Linked DNA regions of Hordeum vulgare: region 2 is linked to region 1. The links are chromatin contacts, called in public Hi-C maps. All regions are on one chromosome and are shown on one strand. The core of a region is the stretch at or near the end of the contact, and the rest is flanking DNA. Distances in the headings are between cores, read along the strand shown.

What was found. Hi-C and Micro-C count contacts between places; a contact is called where the count stands out from the background.
Region 2: a contact with region 1 is called in a Hi-C map of seedling, with 2.8 times the contacts expected there. The contact joins the promoter of LOC123426144 here to the enhancer-like site in region 1. A contact is called at or near these places in 1 of 6 Hi-C or Micro-C datasets (seedling) and 1 of 1 datasets of contacts at active chromatin or transcription factors (embryo).

What each region holds. Positions count from the first base shown.
Region 1 is chr2H:207,012,800-207,019,925 of MorexV3_pseudomolecules_assembly, forward strand. No RefSeq gene overlaps it. Among protein-coding and RNA genes, the nearest start is that of LOC123425870, 250 kb to the left of the region's middle. Within about 2 kb of position 1,967, at least 2 of the 3 cell types and tissues checked have open chromatin away from gene starts, as enhancers often do. A contact at or near this core is called in seedling, where this site is marked.
Region 2 is chr2H:207,517,516-207,523,921 of MorexV3_pseudomolecules_assembly, forward strand. It overlaps LOC123426144 (glucose-6-phosphate/phosphate translocator 2, chloroplastic-like), which reads right to left and starts at 3,909. Exons shown (of 5, transcript XM_045109918.1): 1 at 3,262-3,909; 2 at 2,911-3,136; 3 at 2,376-2,598; 4 at 1,942-2,155; 5 at 1,560-1,835. The coding sequence starts at 3,909. The coding sequence ends at 1,824.

The DNA.
Region 1 (7,126 bases), core at 717-3,216:
CTACGGTTCGGATGCGGCGAAGCAAGGCAAGGTGAGCAGATGTCGGCTGCAGGCCACGGCGCAGCATAGGCGGGTTGCGGACGGTGAGTGTGAAGTGAGGTGGAGCGTGGTAGAAGCAGGTGCGGCGAGCCGGCGAGGTGGACCTGCGGAGGGGAGATGCTGGCTCAAGGCACGACATTGCAGGTGTGGAGGCGAGGCCACGGCGGCGGCCGTGGAGCAGGCTCGAGAAGAGGCGGAGCTGGCCGTGCGCAGGCGAGCGCAAGGGCTATGCATAACCGTGTCGGCGAGCGGAGACGAGCCGGCGAGGTGGAGCTACGGCAGTCAAGGCGAGTCTAGCGCGCGGCGTAGCTGGCCGGGCGCGACACAGCAAGAGCCGGCGTGCGATGGCCGCGGTGGCAGGGCGACTCGAATTTCCCATTCATCGTTGCGATAGTCTCTGCATCCCATCAGCCTGCACCGAACTGCGGAATTTTTGTCCAAAAAGACCACATCCACGATCGAATTGCTAGAAAAGAAAAGACCCCTTCGATCATGGCGACAGACGTGTCAGCCGACACGTGGCACATGCCGCCACGCGCAGAGGCAGCGGCACTGCTTATTCTGAGGCGGCGACATTTCTGTTCGTCCAATGTGAAGAGTATTTTTAAAAAAAATAAAAGAAAACAGCAAAAAATTCTGAAATTTTACACCCAGCTATAACACTCGATTATCTATGCTGGCAAAAAATTACAGTTTTCTTTTGAATTTTTCTTTTATTTTTTTAATTTTTTTCAAGAATATTGTTCATCCATAGTAAACCGTTCCTCGTGTGAACAGTTCTGTGAACAGTGCTGCCGCCTCCGTCCGTGGCGGCAGATGCCACGTGTCGGCTGACGCACCTGCCGTCACGTTCTGGATGTCTTTTTTGTCAATTTCAATCGGAGGTGGGTTTTTTTAACAATTTCATTGAGCAGGCGGTCCTTTTAGACAAAAAAATTCCGACTGCGCGGATGACTCGGACTCGTACATCCGTGAATCCGTTTCTAGCTTGTGCGTTTCGACCCCTCGGGGCAATCCTGTGGGTGCCAGCTTCTTGGAAGTATGTACTCCCTCCGTCCGAAAATATTTATCCTAAAAATGCATATAATGGATGTATATATAATTAAAATAAGTCTAGATACATTCATTTTTAGGACAAGTATTTTCGGACGGAGGTAGTATTTATTAGATGCAGCTTGCGCGCTTATCTCCATGAAACTCGATCTGGTGTTGGCCATGAGTCTGCACTAGTTTTTGCTCCTCTCGTGAAATATATTCCATGACATACTATTACTATTCGTTGTTACAAACACCTTTGATCAACTGGTTGCTTCGTACGTGCATGTGTGCGCAGGTCCTCGTGTTTATGATCTAGCGAGTCAAAGCAGGTGGGGAGATGGCTAGGTGCACAAGGGCCGAGGCGTGGTGAGGAGATGGCTAGGTCCACAAGGACCGAGCGCAGCCGCAGCACGGAGCGACCAGGAAGTCGGAATGACGTGATGCAGCTCAAGGTGAGGCGAGCTCACGACAGAGGCAGCTGAAGCCATGGCTGACACCGACTCTTGGCGATGTGCCTGAGGCAGGCGAAGACGGGCGTGTCGGCTTGAGGCAGAACCGACCTGAGGTAGAGCGAGCACATGGTAGCGACCTGGAAGTCGGAGTGACGTGATGCAACTCAAGGCGAGGTGAGCTTAGGATAAAGGAAGGTGAAGCCATGGCGAACGGCCGGCTCTTGACGATGTGGCTAAGGCAGGCGAAGACGGGCGCTTGGGGGCGACCCGGCCCGCATGGCAAGGTGAAGAGGGCTCACACACGCGACGGCAAATCGAGGTAAGGCCGAGGTAAAGCGGAGCCACAAAAGATTTAAGGACCCGACTATAGAGCGGGGTCGCACCCTGATGTTGTCATGCGGACGGCTCTTATACTAATATGTATGCATGTCGCTATCACGCGCTGTTAAAAAGATGGATTCAACTCACGAGATGCGGCATCCTGATGTTGTCATGCGGCGGCTCTTATACTAATATGCATGCATGTCGTTATCACGCGCTGTTAAAAAGACGGATTCAACTCACCACATGCGGCATCTCGCATGCATATGTACCTAAATATAGATGTAAAGATTCTCTCAAATGCTTGAAATTCAAAAAGTTTTATCTTTAAAGTCGTTAATTTAATCGCTGATCTGTTTTCAGCGTTGGCTTTGTCGCAACAAGATCTTCAAAACTAGATCCCATGTCGACATGTTTCGACAAACTTTTTTTCCTTTCGTAATTAATACATTGTTCCACTCACTTGCTATATTATTAACCATTTACTTCCCCAATAAAAATAACTTAATTGCCATATTTTTTTATGTCGATTCATGCAAAGATTGTCGATGCTTATAAATGCAGTCCCCAAAATGTTTTGATGTTCTTGTCATTTTTATTCTACTAAGTTGTCATGTGGTCTCATAAAGCTGGTAGGTGCTTACAAAATCACAGTTGCCACGTATATTTTTTGTGCTTGTCATTTTAATCCTACATCGTTATCATATTGTCTCATACAACTTGTCAGTCATTGTAAATATAACAACTTGATATGTTTTAAATTGGCAAACACAACCAATGACATGTTTTTATATCATGTATAATGAAATCTGTTACAAGGCTTTTGTATGAAACAATATTAAAAAGTGACATTCAAGTTATTTTTTTGAGGCAAGTAAGTGGTTAATAATATGACAAGTGGGTCAAAAAATGTGGCAAGTATGAATGGAAAAAATAGTTGACGAACATATCGACATGGGATCTAGTTTTGGAGAACTCGTCGCGAGAAAGCCAATGGTGAAAACGGACCATTGATTGAATTAACGGTTTTGTAGATAAAAACTTTTTGAATTTCAAACATCAAAAGGAATTGCACGTTGTTTGTAGCATGCAAAACTATTTCCCACCCTAATCTAACGGTCCCACGCGATATGCTTATATTAGATAGATCGGTCTGCCCGCCGCACGGCAACGCAGCCGTGTGCACGCTGCCAATTAGATTTTCCCCACAAGGACCCGACTATAGAGCGGTGCCGCATCCTGGCGTTGTCATGTGACGGCTCTAATACTAATATGCATGCATGTCGCTATCACGCGTTGTTAAAGAGGCGGATTCAACTCACCAGATACGGCACCTCGCATGCACATTCACCTAAATATAGACGTAAAGATTCTCTCAAATGCTTGAAGTTCAAATAGTTTTATCTTTAAAGTCGTTAATTCAATCGATGATCTGTTTTCACGTTGGCTTTATCGCGACAAGATCTTCGAAACTAGATCCCATGTCGACATGTTTCGACAAACTTTTTTTTCCTTCCGTAATTACCACATTGTTCCACTCACTTGCTATATTATTAACCACTTACTTGCCCAATAAAAATAACTTAATTGCCATATTTTTTTGACGCAAGTAAGTGGGTCAAAAAATGTGGCAAGTATGAATGGAAAAAATAGTTGCCGAAACATATCGACATGAGATCTAGTTTCAAAGAACTCGTCGTGAGAAAGCCAATGGTGAAAACGGATCATCGATTGAATTAACGATTTTGTAGATAAAACTTTTTGAATTTCAAATATCAAAAGGAATCGCATGTTGTCAGTAGCATGCAAAACTCTTTCCCTTCCCTAATCTAACGGTCCCACGCGATATGCTTAGATTAGACGGATCGGTCTGCCCGCCGCACGGCAACGCAGCCCTGTGCACGCTGCCAATTAGATTTTCCCAAGATTTAATTGCAAGATCCAAATATAGACCTTCAAGCACTCACCTCCCCGGCAACGGTGTCATAAAATATTTTGATGTCTACTATGCAACTTTATTCTTGTAGACATTGTTGGGCCTCCAAGTGCAGAGTTTTGGACTTATGTCGTCATAGCAGTGGTGGAAGGACATAATTAAGTGAGACAGACCCTGAGAGCGGAACGACCTAGGAGAAAATCCCATCCCCTCCCTCGTCAACCCACCTGCGACGGGGAGGGCGTCTGCCCCGCCGCCGCCAGCAGCGCTCCCCTTCCCACTCCCCTTCCTCGTCGCTGCCACAGGGAGCGGCCGGGCAAAGCCTGGCCGCCGGCGGTGGCGGCGGGGCACTCATCGGCTCCTCACACGGCTGCTCTGGTGCGGGACAGGGCGGCCATGGTGGGATGCGGTGCTAGCTTTGGGCGTCGTGGCATGACAGCTCTCCGGCGTTGTTTCGGCGGCGGCTGAGCTCATGCCATGTGTTGGGCAGAGCTGTGGTGGCGGGGCTGGCCGGTGGTGGTGGATCCCCTCGTCCCCGATCTGGATCGGGCTGGAGATGGGGAGCTACGAGAGGGGCGATGCGAGGCGCCGGTGGATGGCAGCGGCGGCGTTCAGCCCGAATCCGGTATTAGCGATGGCGACGGCTAACCCGGATTCGAGTGGTGGCGGCGTTCCCTCCGGCGGGGTACTGGCTACGAGTCGGGGGGACATAGTTTCCAATGAAAGCCGAGCCGACGGCCGACAATGGCGGCGTTCTGCGTCGTTACCTTGATAAAGGCTTCGTCCTGTAACTATTGTTGATCCACTTGTGCTGCTCCAGGGGAAACCCTAGGATCTGGTTTTCCAGATCGGACGATGGCGGCATTGCGGTGTCGTTCCTCTCTAGGGAGCATTGTTTGTAGAGTAGAGCTAGAAGGCATAGGCAGGAGGTGGAGCATCTTTGTCCTGCACGGAGCCTCGGTGCTGATGTCAGGTCATGCGTGGCCGACAAGTGCTACACTTTGTCATGTCTGTTCGGCAGGTGCTACGCACGACAGATCTTACAGAGCCTTCGCGTCTCGATAGAGGAGCGTAGGGAGGTCGATCCACTCGTGCTGCTCCAGGGGAAACCCTAGGATCTGGTTTTCCATATCGGACTATGGCGGCATCGCGGTGTCGTTCCTCTCTAGGGAACATCGTTTGTAGAGCATCGCTTGAAGATAGAGGCAGGAGGTGGAGTGGCATCGCCCTGCACAGAGCTTCGATGGTGATGTCAGGTCATGCCTGCCGACAGGTGCTACGCTTTGTCATGCATGTTCGGCAGGTGCTACACACGACAGGTCTTACAAAGTCTTCGCGTCTGGATGGATGAGCGCAGGGAGGTGGCGCCGTTGGGCGCCGTGGTGGCATCGACGGTTGGCCGGACTGGCATGGATGATGCGGATTTCTCTCCTGAAGATGGGTCAGCGATTCAATAATGATGACAGCTTCTAAAGCGTGTGCATGCGGTGTACGCTTTAGTTCTGCTCACCGGCTGTTAGTTTTGATATGCTATGTGGATGGATCGGCGACGACACCGGTTTTAAATATGAGAAGTGAGAGCACTCCACATTATCGCGTTTTTTAGGTGTGAGTGGAGGCTTCAGGTGGCTTGATGTATGTTCTTGTCAGACCTTTGTTGAATAAGTAATAAATATGGTTGTATGCATTGATTGATGCAGAGGCCGGGGGTCTTAACCTCCTTTTCCAAAAAAAAAGTGCAGAGTTTTGTAGGACAACATTAAATTTCCCTCAAGTGGATGGCCTAAGATTTATCAATCCGTGAGAGGTGTAGGATGAAGATGGTCTCTCTCAAACAACCCTGCAATCAAATACAAGAAATCTCTTGTGACCCCAACACACCCAATATAATGGCAAATTCTATAGGTGCACTAGTTCCGCAAAGAGATGGTGATACAAGTGTAGTATGGATAGTAGATGTATGTTTTTGTAATATGAAAATATAAAAACAACAAGGTAGCAAGTAACAAAACTGATCATAAACGGTGTTGCAATGCTTGGAAATAAGGCCTAGGGTTCATACTTTCACTAGTGCAATCTCTCAACAATGCTAATATAGTAGAATCATATGATCATCCCTTAATGTGTGATACGTACATTTTGCATCATGTTTTCATGTTGATATTTATCACTTCTTTGGCTGTTATTTCACTTCACGGTACTATTCTTATGCCTTTTCTCTCTTATTTTGCAAGGTTTACATGAAGAGGGAGAATACCGGCAACTGGAATTCTAGCCTGAAAGTGGAGCAAAGTTGAGATACCTATTCTGCGCAACTCCAAACGCCGTGATAATCAACGGGGATTTTTTTCCTAATTTATCAAAAATACTGGGCCGAAGAAGTGCCAGAGGGGCACCAGGGGGTGCCCACAAGCCTCCACGGTGTGGCCACCCCCCAGGCCGCGCCATGGGGGCTAGTGGGCAGCCCACTGGCCCATCGGCCCCCCTCTTTTGCTATATGGAGGGTTTCGTCCAGAAAAAAATCACAAAGGAGCTTTTTCGTGGTTTCGCCACGCCACGAGGCGGAACTTGAGCACAACCAATCTAGAGCTCCGGCAGGGCGATCCTGCCGGGGAAACTTCTCTCCCGGAGGGGGAAATCGTCGCCATCGTGATCACCAACACTCCTCTCATCGGAGGGGACTCGTCACCATCAACATCTACCTCAGCACCATCTCATCTCCAAACCCTAGTTCATCACTTGTAACCAATCTCCATCTCGCGACTCCGATTGGTACTTGTAAGGTTGCTAGTAGTGTTGATTACTCTTTGTAGTTGATGCTAGTTGGATTACTTGGTGGAATAGTTTATGTTCAGATCCTTGATGCTACACATTACCTCTCTGGCCATGAATATGATTATGCTTTGTGAGTAGTTACTTTTGGTCCTGAGGACATGGGATAAGTCATGCTAATAATAGTCATGTGAATTTGGTATTCGTTCGGTAATTTGATATGTTGTATGTTGTTTTTCCTCTAGTGGTGTTATGTGAACGTCGACTACATAACACTTAACCATTATTTGGGACTAGAGGAAGGCATTGGGAAGTAGTAAGTAGATGATGGGTTGCTAGAGTGACAGAAGCTTAAACCCTAGTTTATGCGTTGCTTCGTAAGGGGCTGATTTGGATCAACTAGTTTAATGCTATGGTTAGACTTTGTCTTAATTCTTCTTTCGTAGTTGCGGATGCTTGCGAGAGGGGTTAATCATAAGTGGGATGCTTGTCCAAATAAGGGCAGTACCCAAGCGCCGATCCACCCACATATCAAACTATCAAAGTAACGAATGCGAATCATATGAAC
Region 2 (6,406 bases), core at 2,659-5,158, 510 kb after region 1:
GCGTGGCTCCGATGACGCAGTCTGTCGGCCACGACGGCGTGCAAGGCGCAGAGGCCATGCAACGCGCACGTCGGTGAGCGCACCAAGGGTGGCTGCATCCTCCCGCACGTCGTCCCAAGAGACGGCGGCGTTCCGGCCATGGATGCACGCGCGCGGACCTGAGGGCCGACGTCATCTAGGTGAGCCCCAAAACATTTATTCCCTCAAAACTTTTCATACATTTTGTTCTGATTTGGGATTTGCATTTGGAATTTTTTTGGGGGAATAATTTAGGGTTTCTGATCCTGTCAATTTGGGTAATTTCATGATTTGGGATCCCCTCCTTCTATATGCTTTAACATGAACCGAAAACAGGGCCTAATCACTAAAACATAAAGCGGAAACGTGGCATAATCAGACTAACAGAACCTGATTTGATCATACTTATTGGATAAACATCAATCATAACCTTTAATAGTGATGACCTGGACTTAAATAGGCACATTAACATGATCAGACCATCATTAGGGATCTAATCTAGTAGGCACAAAACGACTTAACATATCATTGTTGGACAATAATCCCATAGGATTAATATGATTGGATCTAACACCTAGTAATTAGACCACCTAACAGAACAAGTGAGAGAGAGAGAGGTTGGGTTCTTACCACCAATGAAAGAGGCCATTGGTGGAAGCGATGCAAACTCCAGTGCCTGCTCGATGTAGACGTGATGCAGGTTCGGGGCAGACGGTCGCAACGGGTAGGGTGTCCCTCCAGGCGTCACCGACACTGTCATGAAACAGGGACAGAGTTTGGAGATGGTCTTACCGTCATGCAACGTTTCCCCAAATCGGTTAGAGTTTTTGAGATGTGGGGAGCAGGAGTAAATCTTGCGTGAATTGATCTCTCGTAGGTGCTGGCTGCCCTCCATTCTTTTTATGTGCGCTAGCGATAAGGGACCAAAACCATTTGTTGGTTAGGGTGTCCCTGATCACGACGCTTTTGTTGTGACGAGGGAAACGATCGTTGATCGTAGCCCCTCTCCTTCATGTTACTTCTTATCCTTCTGTTTTTTTTTCTTTCTTTTTTTTCTTTACATCCAGTTGGGCCTGGATCAAATACACCCCTCGAAAGTTGAATCATCGATATGAGGTTTCCTATTCGCATCGTAGATTACGCCTAGAAAGCTGTTCCATCGATATACTCCCCAAAAGCACCGAAAGAAACGTCGGGATCCAAGGCCAAACCCATCGTACCTTTGGGCACCGGAAAAGGCGACGTTGAACCAAGGTCCAAGAATATATGCGGCGGGGGGGTATATGCCGCGCCCAAACGCCGGTATTCATCAATCGGCAGCAAAACGAGCCGGGGACCCAGCAGAAGCTCCCAAACAAGACAGAGGAGGGCAAGGCAACAAGCAGCGAGCGAGCTACGCTCCAACGTCGCACCCATCGCAGAGATTTCGTCTTCACAAATTGCACGACGCCTCCATGCCCCTGTATCCATCGCGTGCAAGGATACAATCTGGGGCGATGCATTCTGAACCACGACTTATTTTGGACCACGTAGGCTGGAGATCGGGGCCAAAAATTCCTGGCAACTTTATTTGGATTGATTCATTCACCTCTCTACATCATCAGCACCATGGTCACGGAACAACAAACGAAGAATTCAGAGATATCCGCGGCTAAACCTAGAAAAAGAAAAGAAAAAAGAAGAACAAGATTCCTAATATATATTACAAGGGGTTTCTTAATTAGATATATATATGCTCAACAACATATAATGTCCGAACGCCGGGCCGACTCTCGTCGGAAGAGACATCGTTTCGATGATTTCCATTACTGCTTTGCCTGCAAACACGAGGTCAACAAAGTTTTAGCGTCAAATTCTGAATTGCTTTGCTTCCTTCTTCCTTACGTACGTGGTGAGGTAAGTGAGACGTGTGGGATGGATCACCTGGGAGTAGATGAAGGTTCCGAGGATGGCGATGGCCGCCCCGAGCGCGTTGACGGGCTGCACCGGCGTGCGGAAGATGATGATGGACGCGACGATGACCGAGATACGCTTCATGGTGTTGCCCACGCTGAATGTCAGCGGCGAGATCTCGTCCAGCGACATGTACGACACCTGGTTGTACAGGTGGTAGAACACGCTCTGCGCCGCCACCCACCTACAAGCAAGAGAGGAATCCATTCATACACATGAACCAACTGAATTATCACAGAGACTATCCAAATCTCGGTCTTGTGTGAATGAACTAGTGTCAGTTCTGAAGTGCGAATGCTGTACTGCTATGCTATAGTTGGTCTCCAAAGTTCATTAACAAAACTGGCATGGTAGTTGTGAACTTATGACAGCGAACTGGCAAGCAGTCACGTGATGGAGCTTACCAGACGAAGTTGGGACCGATCTCGGCGACTGCATTCTGCCAGCCTGCAGCCCACACCTTGGGGCCCTCCATGGCGAAGGCGAAAGGGAGGAGGATCACCAGGGACAGCATGGAGAGGCAGGCATAGTAGTTCATCCCGCTCACCGACTTGCCCTTCATCCCCTTCTTGGAGAATATGTTACGGAACACGAAAGCCAGGTTGGAGATCATCGCCCCCATGAATCCTATAGTGAATTCAACACACGTGCTATCAAAATTAACAATGTCAAACAAAATCTATATATCCTTCAATTAATCCACCTACAACGTTGTCCAATTTTGATATCAAAGGTAAAAGGTTTTGGTATATAATACGTGCTAAATTATAGACCTCAGGATTTGTGGACAGTTCAGGTTCTTCGGAAATCGGAAGTGGAGTACTACTGAAAAATATCTCTTGTGTACTAGCAAAAGTGACGATATTTCTTATGTAGTGATGAGTATCTGCTGGAGGTAATTTCAAGATTCAACAAAATGGGAGTCTGCAGATTGCTCACCAATCATGTTGAAATTGAGCTCGGTGACGGCGGCGAGAGCGCATCCACCTATGATCGGGAGGAGGGAGAAGTAAACCGGCAACGGGAAGTGCTCGCCGAGGAAGAACCTCGAGACGAGCACGCTGAAGGCCGGCTCCGCGCTCTTGATGATGTGCGTGAACGACACGGCCACCTTCGCCATGCTCACCGTCGCCGCCACGTGCCCGATCGTGTGCGCAATCGCCACCTGCACGGACACAAAAAATAAAGAAATCCCGATACACGGGCATCAGCACATCTAGAACACGTACAGGCCGGTGAGATTGGCAAGAAGAGGGCGCGCCGAGAAACCATGCGCATGCGCACGCTCACCGGAGAGAGAGCCTTCCAGAAATCGAGGTCCGTCTGGGGCGCCTCGGCGATCCTGGTGGCCCAGGACACGAGCATGATGGCGGAGCCGGCGGCCAGGGACAAGGTCGACGTGAGCCACGGGTACGGGAACGCATTCAGCACCTTCTTGTTGTATATGTTGAAGATCACGTTCAGCGCCCACCACGTGGCGAAGTAGACCCCGATCTTGGCGCTCTTCGCGGCCTCCGGCGCGGCCGCCGTCTCCACCGGCCGCGCGCCATCCGCGGTGGCTGCAGGGGGCGCCATTGACGCGGCACGGTCGTTGCGGGTCGCCGCCAGGAACGGCTCCTGGCGGTACAGAGGCCGCGCCGAGAGGGAGAGGGGACGACGGACGGCGTTGGGGAGGGGAGGGAGGTGGACAGGCTTGAAGGCCAACTTGGTTGTGGTACCGGTACCGGCGGACGCCGGGGAGAACTTCACGGAGGCGGCGGCGGCGGCGGCCAGCATTTTGGCGGAGGGAGGCGCGGCTAGTGATTTCTTGGGGTTTGTCTGGGTGTTGCGGTGGTATGCGCCTGCTGCGGTTTTGTGCCTCTGGTTTGTGACGGTGGAGGGGGAGATGGGGATGAAGAAGGTATTTATGGTGAATGCGCGAAGGAGAAGGGAGGCGGTTTGGCCAGTTCATGATCTTTTCACCACTGGTTTTAGTACCTTTTTTAGATGCATTTTTTTTGTTTATTCGTTAATTCGTTTCCTATTTTCCTGCAATATGATACTAGAATATCTTGTGAATATTCTTATTTTTTATCCTCTTCTATTTATTTATTTTTTAGCAAGAAGGCTTAAAGGTACGTCCCTACGAGGAGTTTCTTACAAGAACATAAAATTATAGACAAGTCATTGAAGAAATTGGTTTCGTCTTCCTTCTCTATCTATCGGTGACGCACCGTGAGCAAAGCTTGTTCTTGAGCATCCATCTTACTATAGCAACTTTGTTGACACCTATGAGCTCATAGTAGTAGCGGGGAGTGAAAACGGTTGCTCTTCCTTCTCCCCCTTCCCTCCCCACCCGTATCACTCCCATGAGTATCCTGAAGGGGAAACCCTAGCTGCCAGCACATCTCTCCCCTTTCCCTCTCTCCCTTCCATCGCCGTCATCGGCTCGCGCTGACGGGCGAACCCCTGTCGACGTCGGCAGCAGTCGGGCCGCTCTTTCCCTGCTCGATGGCGGCATACATGGGCTGGTGAGGTATGAGAGTGGTGCTGGACTGGTTGAGGGTGCAGCGGCGTTGCGACAGACAACAACTACGGTGTGAAGGGCTCCGTGGTGGTGGGTTGGTGCGTGCGGTACGCCCAGAGGCATGGTAGTGGATTGTGGGCGCGATGCGGAGGTGCACCACCCTTGGCCGCGCGGGTAGCAGGTCGGTAACAAACATGGAGCATGCTCTCGGGGCCTCCTCGTCGGTCCTTGGAGCGGATATGAGATGGTGGTCTCCTTCCTCGATCCCCTTCCTGCCTCGACTACCCATTACTACTCCCTTGCTTGTTTGGCTTGACCGAGTGGCTAGATGGGGATGGGAGGTACGGTGTTGTGGATTGGGAGAATCCCTTAGCTGGCTACAACCACCACGATGACGGTGGTGCCATGGGCATCATTCCCCTTACTGTATGTGGCATTGAGATCCTACCTTGCCCTCCACCTCAGAGTCCCGGGTGAAAACCCGAAAATCTCCGGACTAGGTGGCGACGACGCTCCAACGCCGTTAAACTTCTTGAAGACGCCACCTTGGGACTCTAGAGTGTCGGTCGGGACTACGGTGTTGGTGGGACACTACCGGATTCTAGAGAGAAGGTCCCGCTCGGCTGCTTGCGGTTGACGTTGGTCCTTGTGAGAGGCATGGTGATGCACAGGGTGCTGCATTGCAAGGTGAGGTTGTTGTGCTGGTCATCCTCTCCCTCACAACCCGTTGGTCCAGGTCATATGAGCTCGAGGGTGAGTGGCTTTACCTGCCGACAGGTGCGTCTTCCTTCGATCCAAGACAAGGCGGCATGGGGCCTTCTTTGCCAAAACATCTATGATGGCCTCATGTGAGTTGATGGAGTGTGGTTTTCCTCTAGTGACGGGGTGCTACCTTATTTTGGTCATATCGATTGCATGATCTTAGTTCACGAAGGGCCTTGATCTACAAGCTTGTCCTTGGTCCATTCAGACCTTGTTAGTGGCTCCTTCGATATCATGTATCTTCGTTGTATTCTTTTTTTCCTTGTTGTAATGATCGATGTAAGTTGGGTTGTGGCTTTACTTATAAAGTGAGGTGAATGCCTTTCTCATTGTAGAAGTAGCGAGAGGAAATCCATTGATGTAAATCAGAGCATACTTTTGTAGTTTTGTTCGTTTCCATACCTTCTAGCTATATAATTTATATATCACTTGAAAATGAATAGGATTATTTATATATGAAATAAAAATAGAGATGATTTTTTAAATACATTGAATGGCTTTTAATATCTAATAGTGATCATCAAGGGAAATAATATACAGTACAACGAAAAGACAAGGCACAAACGAACAATAGAAAAATAAAATCACATAAAAAACATACTAGCTGCTTTTTTTTTTATCATAAGCCTTTTGTTGGAGCATTAAAAAAAAACTTTACGCGCAAAAAAACAAGAACACTAAACCGACAAAAGACACCTGCAAATGTCCTTTGTTATATACCAAGCTTTAGAAATCGAAAGAGCCACTCCTTGGTAGAAAATGAGATGTAATAGCCGCCGAGCTTAGGCCCTGTTTGGAACCACCCAGATTATATAATCTGGTTTTTATAATCTATTGTATTTCCAAACAGGACAATTTATATTGTAGATTTTATAAACTAGATGATCAGATTATTATAATCTCATAATCTCCTCTACCCCAGCTAAAATGAGATTATGGATTACAAATGACGTGTTATCCTTGTAAACTTTAAGAGAATTACGCAGTGCCACCGCCACTTTTTTATTTTTCCTTGTAAACTAAGGGCAAACATGTCATTGTACAATTTAAAAGCTGGTTTACAGTTTATATAATCTGTCCTCCAAACATGCCCACCTAGATTATTTATATAAACCATATTATATAATCTATGTTCATAATCTAGATTATTATAATCTATTATGGTTT